2 separate regions of the Cyprinus carpio genome follow, and region 2 is linked to region 1. Evidence: chromatin contacts called from public Hi-C data. All regions are on one chromosome and are shown on one strand. The core of a region is the stretch at or near the end of the contact, and the rest is flanking DNA. Distances in the headings are between cores, read along the strand shown.

Region 1 (5,695 bases), core at 624-3,123:
ATTTATTTTGCAGCATGCAGCTGGACCGGAAAATAAAAGGTCTGAATGTCTGGAAGCAGCACATAAAGGGAACTGACTTGTCTTAATTCTTCAGTATAAAGTAAAAGGTGACACGCTGCCGGTGTTCAGAGGTGCCCAAATGTTTGATTGAATTCCCGTCGCATTCCTCATGACGAGGCGTTTCTGAGGAGCCCGTCTGTGCCAGAGAGCCATGTTATTGGCACACGCTCCTGGAGTCAGAATAGCAGGAGCTAATCGACAGGAAGCAGAAAGATTTGGCCGGGAATCCCAAATACTTGAGTCAAATGACAGAAATGAATGTGAGGAACCCTTGTCTAGTGTGCTTGGATGCCAAAACCCGACAGGGGTTCCTCACAGGTCTTTACACCAGTGCAGGTCTATTAGCATGAGGAAGGCATTCACAGAAGCCATTACAGCCTTTTTTTTTTTTTTTGGTTTTTACATTATAATTACTTTCATGATAACGAAAGGTACCATTAATGACATCCAAACTTTTTAAATAAACAATAATATTACACATTCACCTAATTTTCTTATGCTATACATTTTGGTATAAAGAAAGGGAAAAATATATCCTATTATAGGATATAAAAAATTCATATGAAAAAACATTTTTATACAGCCTACATTTTTTTAATAGACTCCATGAGATTCATATCAGTCTCTCATAATTCTCATATATTATATATATATATATATTAGGGCTGTCAAATGATTAATCACGATTAATCACATCCAAATTAAAAGTTTTGTTTACATAATAGATGTATGTGTACAGGGTATATTTCTTATGTATATATAAATACACACACATAAATTATATATTTAGAAAATATTTACATGTATATACATTTATATATTTATATTCCTTATATTTTATATTATATATAAATATATTTAATATATAAAACAACATATTCTTCTTAAATATATACATGCACGTGTGTGTATTTATATATACATAATAATATACATCAGTACTACACATATATATTATGTAAACAAAACTTTTATTTTGGACGTGATTTAATCGTGATAATCATTTGACAGCCCTAATATATATATATATATATATATATATATATATTATATATATATATATATATATATAGATATATATATATATATATATATATCTAGACTAGACTAGACCAGAGACTACAGTCTTCAGCTCGGACCTGGGATGTTTAAAGACACTCGGCATGACCCTAAAATAAAAACAGCCACTTGTGTCTCCTAGTTTACTCCTTCAGTAGCCCAGGGGTGTCAAACTCAATTCCTGTGGGGCCGCAGAGTTCAGATTCAACCCTAATTAAACACACCTGATCCAACTAATCAAGTCCTTCAGGCCTAATTGAAAACTACATGGTATGTGTGTTGGAGCAGGGCTGGAACTAAACCCTGCAGGGCTTCGACCCTCCAGGAGCTGAGTCTGACACCCCTGTAGAAGCCCAATCTGCTTTGAAACCTAGTGCTCTTTACTCGTGGCTTCTCTCGCTGCTCCAGTCCGGGTTTTCGGTGTGATCCTCGCTTCAATTTACTGTGTGTGCTTTCAGGGCCGCAGCACGCGCTGACAAGCTCCGGGATTCCTCCGCGGCTCACTCTTCTGTGTGTATGTGTGACACTGAGGGGTTTAATGCAGTAAAACTACTCGACGTCCGCTCGCTATATTTGACAGTACCTTTCCATAAAATATTACGTGGCTTATTTTTTATGGACTGCTGAGTACTTTTAAGACATTCGAGAGATGGAGGATTTTAATTAACTTGGGCACTACTTCGCTCCTCTTGCCTTGTCTCTTCCACATACAATGCATTCCTGTGTTGCTCCGCGCGTGATGTGGCCGGGCCTGCCTGCTGTTCCTGTAAACTCCCGCCTTTACTGAAGCACAGAGAAATACTGTGAGAGAGTGTGCCTCTGTGCACAATATACCCAGAGTTACACTGCTGTATTTATATTAATCTTCAATGTCCCTTGCAATGCAACTGTGATAAACACATTTGATACCACAACTACAGTGTTATTTTATAGACTAAACATGAAGTAGCCCGTCTGTCATTATTTACTCGCCCTAATTTTATTCCACACTAATATGCTGTCAGTCCTATGGAAGACAAAAACAGAAGTCCAAGTCTTTTAACTCCCTATTCTTAGAAAATCGCCTCTATTCTGCATATTCAGATCAGCGAATATACTTCGAATACACTGTAGAAGTCATTTAGTGGGGGTTTACACGGCGACACAGTTTTTAGCTAAAAACAGAAATCATTTTATGTGTTCTGGCTGTTATGACAATGGCATTTTTGGGGCCTGGAAAGTGCAAGTTTTTGTATTTGTGACGTCATGCGACCGTATATACAGGGATACGTATGTGCATAGGGTTTCTTTACAAAGTCACATCGCCACACTGGCCACGTTTTGCCACAACTGGGAACGTTTTGAGCTTTTTCATTCATGTAAACATACCCTTTAGTGTGTTTGTGTCTTATTTGGTGGTCAAAGGACGTGGTGGATAAGTGAAACATTAATATTCTTTAAAAACTCTTCTTTTGTACGCCACAGAATGACACGAGGGAGTAAAAATGCCCCAAAATTTATTTTTTCAGTGAACTATTCCTTTATTGAACCTGTCTATGAGTAACAAAACCATTTTTCTCTTTTTTTTTTTTTACTTTTTTATGAATTAAAGATTTCATTTTTGAATTTGTCTATGGGTTTTTCTGTTTTAATCTATTAAAATCTTTTTATTTTTTTATTTTTATATTTTTCTTTTTTTAGTTTTTGTGTGCATTAGGATTTAAAGGTCCAGAACTGAAAGTGTGCGATAGATCTTCCCCTCAGTCTCAGCATATCTTAAAAGGGGTTTGCTCGGGATAATTTCATGAAATGTCAATTAATCCGAAGGCCTTTGCTGTTTTGCATATCGCTCTTAACGGGGGGCGGCAGCTCCGCGTGAGGAGGGACCGTCGAATTTGGTGGCTGGAGTTGTGGGGGGAAAATGAGATTCCTGCGGCCCTAAGTGACAGTTTTACGGTCTCTGATTTGGTTTGGGAAGAGATTGCCAGGCAACAAAACCAGCCTGAGTCCTGAATGAAACAGCCATCTGTTCCGCGGCCCGCTAAAACTGAATTAATTTCACATAATCCTGGAATTCAGAGCTAGATTGATGTCTTGGGTGAAACGCTGTAGTTCCTGGAGCCCATCTTCGGCCCGTGTGATCTTATAACCTGGCCTCGTATTATCGTCTTTTCGGAGTATAGCATATCTGGTGCGTTATGAAAAGAAATAGGGCATATTTTACATTTCCTTTATCACAAAGTACAAATCCTGAAGATCACCCTCAAACAACAACACTGAGCAGACAAAGGGAGAGTGGGCCGGTGCATCTGCGGTGTAAATCAGGTCATACGAGACTAATCTCTCTGTGTATATGTCATGTTTGGAGGGTTTACCTCGCAATCCAAAAACCAATGCAAAGAGGGCAGCTTTGAGTATTGTGCATCTGTTCTTGTATAGTTTTTGAGGTGTTTGCTGAGGAAGCATCACTACTACAATTGCTCATACTTACTGTTAGGTCTCAAATTGTGTCTTTTGTTGAGGAGTCTTGTCTTTTTAAGCGATTTAGCTTATTATTTTTACCTGATGATGATAAAACGAGCAATAAGAAAACCCAGCTACCAAGTCCAATTCAACATAGCTGCATGTTGCTGGAGGATTTTTCACAGGCATGCATCAAAAAAAGGTTACCTTGTTTAGGTTTACTCTCCATTTACCATATTTTGCGTACTCTGTTGCATTTATTTATTTTTATTTAAAATATTTTGCAGCTTGCCTGCGTGTAGTAGTGATCTGACTTATGGTTTTTCTTGATGACAATAAAAAAAATACAGGAACACTTCTAACTAGCTGCTTATTAGCATGCATATTACTAGCACATCGCTGTTTATTATATATAGGCCTCCTTATAAAGCACATATCAATGCATTATTCCAGATCTCAGTCGTGTCTCAAACTGTGCTCATTCTCGCGTTCTTCTTCGTCGTGTTCGTCATGCTCATATTTTTCGAAGAAACAAGTTTAAATGAAGAAAGCCAGAGAAGTGTGTTTGGCAAGCAGGAGGGCGTGCTATTTTGAGAGATGCTTTAGTGCTCTCGCCTCAATTAATTAAATGGTGGTTCTACAATTTAGAAACGCATCAACAGCATAAAGCAAACCTCTATCAGGAAACACAGCCATGATGAGATCCATAAAAGATTTTAGACAGCAGTAATATCTCTGTATTAGGGCTGTAATTAAGTGTCTGAGCATGTAAAAGCAATAATTAGACTGGTGCATGCCACACTCAACACTGCCATCTAGTGGTTGAGGATGTGAAGTAAACTTTTATTAGAACTGTCAACTAAAAGAAAAAGATATGTGGCATTTGCGATAAGTATTAATATGATCAAGACAAGGGCGCATGCTTGAGATATACTGCATAATTTCAGAAGCACGTTCACATGTGCAGGTTAAAGTCTAGATGACTCTGTAAAAATCACATTTGCTATGTTACAGATTTAAGGCCGGATTCACTACTGTTCAGATGTTTGGGGTCGGTAAGATTTTTTAGAAAAAAGTCTCTAATGCTCAAAGGCTGCAGTGTTTGGTCAAAAATACAAATATCATAAAATAAAATATTTTAATAAGTGTAATACATAACCCTTCAGAAATCATTCTAATATGCTGATTTGCTGCTCAAGAAACTTTCATATTATTATCAATGTTGAAAACAGTTAAAACTGCTTCATATTTAATTGCTTCATATTTTTGTGGAAACGGTGATATACTTTTTTTCAGGATTTTTTGATAGAGTCGAAAGTTCAGAAGAACAGCATTTATTTTAATTATTATTATTAATTGTGACAATGTAACAGGGTTATTATAGTTAACTAAAACTAAAACCATAAAACAGTTTTTGTTACTTAAAATATATAGATATTAAAAATAAAAACTAAGAAAAATGACAAAAAATCAAACAATTTCTTAAACCTTAACTAAAATGAAAAATGAAACCATGAAATGAAAACTAATCTGAAATATTAATAAAACCTACAATAGTATCTCAATAATCATTACAAAAAAAAAAACAAAAAAACAAACAAACAAACAAACAAACAAAAAACCCTGCATTGACAAGGTATTTTGTCACTTTTGGTAATTAAATTTTGGTAAATTAAAAAAAAAAAACTTATGAAAAGCATATGGGCATTTTTAATGTCTACATTTTTAAAGGAACAGATATTTCATAGTTACTCAGTTAATAAAACTGCAGGAAATGAAAATAATGATTAAAAAATATATATTTAAATTAATGTAATAATGAATTAATAATTAAATTGAATTAATAATTAAAAATAATAATTTAATCAAAGCTATGGCTACTTCTCTCAACTGCATATTTTATGTCTATTTATATTTTTAAACATTTTAATATGTTTTTTTTTTTCTTTATGAAAGGACAATGAATACATGATGTCATGTATGATTAATTTTAAAAACTGGAAACATTTTACTGATTTAAACGCTTTTTAAAGAGTCAAAACTGCTATGTTTACCCTCTTGATTTGGAAAATAAATTACCTGTAAATTTACTAACCATTTTTTCCAGATCATATACTACTTTATCAGGTCCAGG
Region 2 (5,817 bases), core at 1,810-4,309, 93 kb before region 1:
ACAATAATACACTTTTAAAAACTACTGTTTTTATTTATTTATTTTTTTTCAATTTATGAAGTAATGTTTTTGTTTATTTATTTTTTTTCACATCAATTCATGCAGTCACCAATGGGTCACTTATTTCATTTAAGATAATGTACTTAATTTCATTCGATTTTTTTTTTCTTTTTCGGTTTTAAAGTTGTACATTTGGAATAACGAGATTTTTTCATCCCTTACTGCAATATCCTGTAAAGCATGTTTACAGTGTATATCTGTATCTATTTGCATGAAAATTGAGGACCTCATGTATTTGCCAAAATGTAGCAGCAACAGAGCACACTGCACTGAGCCCTCTATCCCATAATGCAATGCCCTAGACTTGACCTTACATATCCAGAGTGACGAATTAAGCAGCAGCAACATCAGACGTCTCATTCTTAGCTCATTATATAATCAACTGTCAAAAGACATTTTGGCCAAACTTAGATTAAAAATGCAAAGTAATCCAATTGATTTCTGTAGAGGATAACTGAAATAGTACACAGTACACATAGCATACACACTCCTAAAAATAAATGTTCCAGTTTCACAGAAATGCCACAGAAGAACCATTTTGGTTCCCCAAAGAACCTTTCAGTGACACTCAGTGTAAAGAACATTCTAATTATCTAATTATAGAGAACCGTTTGTGGAATTTAAAGGTTCCACGGATGTTCAAAGTTCTTCGTGGAGCCACAGATGCCAATAAAGAACCTTTCTTTGTAAGAGTGTACAGTGCATCACGCAGTGAGCAGTGCACTTGTTATCTGGACACGTGTGAGATGAGATGTGTGCTCCCTCACCGATCTGTTTCTCGATGTCTGCGGCCTCCTCTGGTGTGGCCCGGGGCAGGATCCCCGGATCCGTGAAGCTGGTCTGGAGGAGAGAGATGATCACAAACACAAACAGGACCCCTCCGATGGCCGGGATGCAGCCGGTGAGGTGCTCCACCAGGAACGGGCAGCTGGAACCACACAACGCCTCAGTCAGGAAAACACTGATTGTGGAACAAGGAGGCTTTAAAATACTGCGCTGCTCCATTCCCTGCAGCTCTGCAGATTCTATAGTCTAACGCTAAACAATGGCCCTATCAAGAGAATCCGCACAAGAACTGATGTCTAAAGCGTTGCAGCGCTAGTGCAATAATATAAAGATTTGAACTATAGAATCAAACTCAGTCTCTACTTAATGTGCGGCATCCACAGGGAAAAGCTTTAAAATGAGAGGCATGATTAACACCAAAATTAAGTGAGCCACTTTTAAGTAACCATACATCATTAATTAAGTCCCTAAAAGTGGCCTCGGTACAAATAATGTCCTGAGAGAGACAGTACATTTCACATGAAGATTCATACAGCCATCTCAATTACTGCATGAATCACATTCTGCTCCAGTGAATAGTTCTCAGAGTTCGTTCTCAGTATTAATCTTGCATACAGAATATTTCCAGTTAGTTATTATTGTAAATGGAACAATTGCAGACAGTTTAATGAGCTCTTATAACACAGAAGAGAGCTATATTGGGGGACTACATTGCTATGGAAGCAGGGCATGCGGTCACAAAAAAGGGGGTAAGTTGACACAATGGAAACCTACTGTTTATCTTGCAGTTGCAGTTCAATATTATCTTCATTATGTAGTTTATGCTCGATTTAAAAAAAAAATGAAAATTTCTATTTCCATTTCCTTCTTCTGTGAACACAAAATAAGATTTCTTGAAGAATAAGCAGTGCTGCGAAATCAGACTGCAAAGATCTGTAGTCAGTAGCTGTAATTAAGATTATATTAGCCTACATAAAATACTCGTATTTACATGATAACATATTATTCACACATGGCAATAAATAATCCAAAATAATTCAAATATTCATAAGTCAATAAATAATTTAAATTATTGCATTTTAAAATGTCAAAGGTCATCTAAAAGTAATCGGATTGTGTTACCTATAAAGTGTAATGCATTACGTTACTACTTACAGATTTGTCATGTAATGTGTAATCAGAAATCTACCCCGCACTGCTGGACAGACAGCAAACAAATCTTTATGTTACACACACGAAAGTCATGCAGGTTCATGAACAAAATACGACCATTTTCTCGAGTAAGTGAACTCTGTTTTTAATATGTCAGCTAGTTTTAATTAACAAACGCGTCCTAATTCAAATGCATTTGGAAGCAGGTGTGCATTTAGACGTGTACGAGGGTTTTATTTATTGTTTACTTGTGAGCTGAGCTGCACGTGCGCCTGTCCTGGGCCTGCACTGCTCCTCTCGTTCAGATGCTCTCTAACCCCTCCAGACTAGTATCCCAGCCCGAGGCAGCGGACTTACTCGAATATGAAGAAGAGTCCGCTGGTGAGCACGATGAGTCCCAGTGTGAGCGGCAGCACGCCGCACTGACGCGCCACGATAACGCGACCGTCACAGCAGAAGCGGTTCTTCCCGGGAAACACCTCCCATTTCCTCCGGGCTCGTCTGGGCTTGTGCTCGGGCAGAGGTCGCGGTGGAGGCGTCGGGGTAGGAGTCGCGAGTGCCTGAGGGTCTATTTGCTGATAGTCGAGGTTTTTCATCCTTCACGGCGGAGAAATCAAGCCGCTCCGCGCTCGGTGTCCATCAAACATCAGCTGCTGCGCGGATGGATGTGTCATTCCACAAGCGCGCGCCGACCGCGTCCCATTTTATTAGCAAACCTATCGCAATCCAATCGGCGCACGATGAAACGCGACGGATTTACCAGCATGCATGTGACGTAACGCGATATGCGGCGGCGACGTCACTAACGCGTGCTCGCTACAAGGTTTAATAAAGCCGCGGCTTGGCTTTGGCCGGCTGGTGTAACGCAAAGGCGCGCTTCTCCCGTTCCGCTTTCACTCGCTGCTGAATGACGGACGCCCGAACGAGCGTCAGTATTTACACGAAGAGCACAATGAGTGATAATCTGCCGCACATATTCACAGACGCACCGCCGCGCAGATGATGATGGACACAAAGGATGTGACGCTTCAGTCCTCGATGCTCGATCCTCATGACGGCGGGCTGCGGGACAGGCGCTCGTGTCATTATCTTTGTTTTACCATCGATGACGTTCAGTCTATCTATCTATCATCCGTCCGTCCGTCCGTCTATCTATCTATCTTTGTTTTACCATTCTATCAGGCATCCATCTCGTCTATCTATCATCCTATCTATCTGTCTGTCTATCTATCCCTATCTATCTATCTATCTATCTATCTGTCGATCTAGCTATCTATTATCTATCTATCTATCTATCTATCTATCTACTCTATCTGTCTGTCTGTCTGTCTGTATCTATCCATGTATCTATCTATCTATCTATCTAATCTGTCTGTTCTATCTATCCCGGTATCGTCTATCTATCTATCTGATGTCTCCTATCTGGTCTGTCTATCTATCTATCTTTCTGTCATGTATCTTCTATCTGTCTGTCTGTCTGTCTATCTATCCATGTATCTATCTATCTGTCTGTCTGTCTGTCTATCTATCTGTCTGTCTATCTATCTATCCATGTATCTATCTATCTGTCTGTCTGTCTATCTGTCTGTCTCTGTCTGTCTATCTATCTATCTATCTGTCTGTCTCTGTCTGTCTATCTGTCTGTCTCTGTCTGTCTTCTATCTATCTATCCATCGTCTATCTGTCTGTCCTATCCGTCTGTCTATCTATCTATCTATCTGTCTATCTATCCGTCTATCCATCTATCTATCTATCTATCTGTCTGTCTATCTATCTGTCTGTCTGTCTATCTATCTGTCTGTCTATCTATCTATCCATGTATCTATCTATCTATCTGTCTGTCTGTCTATCTGTCTGTCTATCTATCTGTCTGTCTGTCTATCTATCTATCTATCTATCTATCTATCTATCTATCTATCTATCTATCCATGTAATCTCTATCTGTCTGTCCTATCTATCTGTCTGTCTTCTGTCTGTCTATCTGTCTGTCTGTCTGTCTGTCTATCCATGTATCTATCTATCTGTCTATCTATCTATCTGTCATCTATCTATCTATCTATCTAGCTATCTATCTGTCTATCTGTCTATCTATCAATTCTATCTGTCGGTCTATCTGTCTGTCTATCTATCTATCTATCTATCTGTCTGTCTATCTATATATCTATCTCTTTTTTTTGTCTGTCTATCTATCTATCTATCTCACTTTCTCTATGTTTCTCCATGCGTGTCTGTCTATCTATCGAGCTATCTGTCTGTCTATCTATCTATCTGTCTGTCTGTCTGTCTGTCTGTCTGCGAGCCGTCTATCTATCTGTCGGTCTATCTGTCCATCTATCTGTCTGTCTGTCTATCCATCTATCCGTCTGTCTATCCAGTCTGTCCTGTCTGTCTGTCTATCTATCTATCTGTCTATCTTATCCATGTATCTATCGATCTGTCTGTCTATCCATCTATCTATCTATCTATCTGTTCTCTATCTATCTGTCTGTCCTGATCGTATCTATCTATCTGTCTGTCTATCTGTCTGTCTGTCTATCTCATATCTATCTGTCTTCTATCTGTCATCTGTCTATCTGTCTGTCTATCAGGATCTACTATCTGTCTATCTATCTATCTGTCTGTCTGTCTATCTATCTATTCTAATCGTCTGTCTACTGTCCTATCTAGCTATCTGTCTGTCTGTCTATCTATCTGGCTGTCTATCTATCTGTCTATCCATGTATCTATCATCTGTCCATCTGTCTGTATGTCTGTCCTGTCATCTATCTGTCTATCTATCTTTCTATCTATCCATGTATCTATCTAGCGGGCTATCTATCTGTCTGTCTGTATCGCGATCTGTTCTATCTGTCTGTTCATGTCTGTCTGTCTATCTATCTATCTATCTGTCTGTCATCTGTCTGTCTATCTATCTGTCTATCTATCTGTCTGTCTCATCTGTCTGTCTGTCTATCTGTCTGTATGTCTATCTATCTATCTGTCTGTCTATCCATGTCTCTATCGGTCTAATCTGTCTACTATCTGTCTGTCCTCTCTACCATCTAGTCTATCTATCGGTCCTGTCTCTATCCTATGTATCTATTCTAATCTATCTATCGTCTATCTATCTATCTGTCTGTCTGTCTCAGCTGTCTATCGTCTATCTGTCTGATCTTTCTGTCTGTCTTTACCAACCTGTCTGTCTATCCATGTATCTATCTATCTGTCTGTCTGTCTATCTATCTGTCTATCTATCTGTCTATCTATCCATCCGTCTATCTATCTGTTGACTTATTGTGTAAAAATCTTGTATTAGTTAGTTAATTTTTATGTTTTTCTTAATTCTCTTTATTTTTTCATTTTCTCAATACTATGAATAGAAAAAAATCATAAACCGTAGTATAAAGATAATTGTAGAAATGTCTCTAAACCTCTTTTAATCTGTCACCCTTAGAGAAAAGGTTATACAACATCATCATAGTTGCTGTAAACCTGTTCTATTTCAGATAAATCTTGTTCTTTAGAAATCTGTAAAAAGATTTCACTTAAAAAAAATTAATTCATTAAATAAATAAATACATTTCACATTGATAATAATCAGAAATGTTTCTTGAGCAGCATATTAGTATGATTTCTGAAGGATCATGCACCACTGAAGACTGGAGTAATGATGCTGAAAAGACAGCAGATTTACAGCTTATAATATATTCACAAAGAAAAGAGATGTTTTAAATTGTAATAATATTCCATAATTTTGTTTTAACTGTATTTTGATCAAATAAATGCAACAAATCATAACAGAAATAAGATTAAAACCTTCCCCACCCCAAAGTGTAGTGT

What was found. Hi-C and Micro-C count contacts between places; a contact is called where the count stands out from the background.
Region 2: a Hi-C map of red blood cells shows a contact between it and region 1, with 4 times the contacts expected there. The contact joins the promoter of LOC109107121 here to the enhancer-like site in region 1. A contact is called at or near these places in 5 of 8 Hi-C or Micro-C datasets (liver, red blood cells and skeletal muscle).

Annotation. Positions count from the first base shown.
Region 1 is chrA19:1,401,864-1,407,558 of ASM1834038v1, reverse strand. No RefSeq gene overlaps it. Among protein-coding and RNA genes, the nearest start is that of LOC109111495, 23 kb to the left of the region's middle. Within about 2 kb of position 1,873, at least 5 of the 8 cell types and tissues checked have an H3K27ac peak or open chromatin away from gene starts, as enhancers often do.
Region 2 is chrA19:1,495,973-1,501,789 of ASM1834038v1, reverse strand. It overlaps LOC109107121 (palmitoyltransferase ZDHHC18-B), which reads right to left and starts at 3,059. Exons shown (of 9, transcript XM_042776031.1): 1 at 2,356-3,059; 2 at 828-988. The coding sequence starts at 2,594.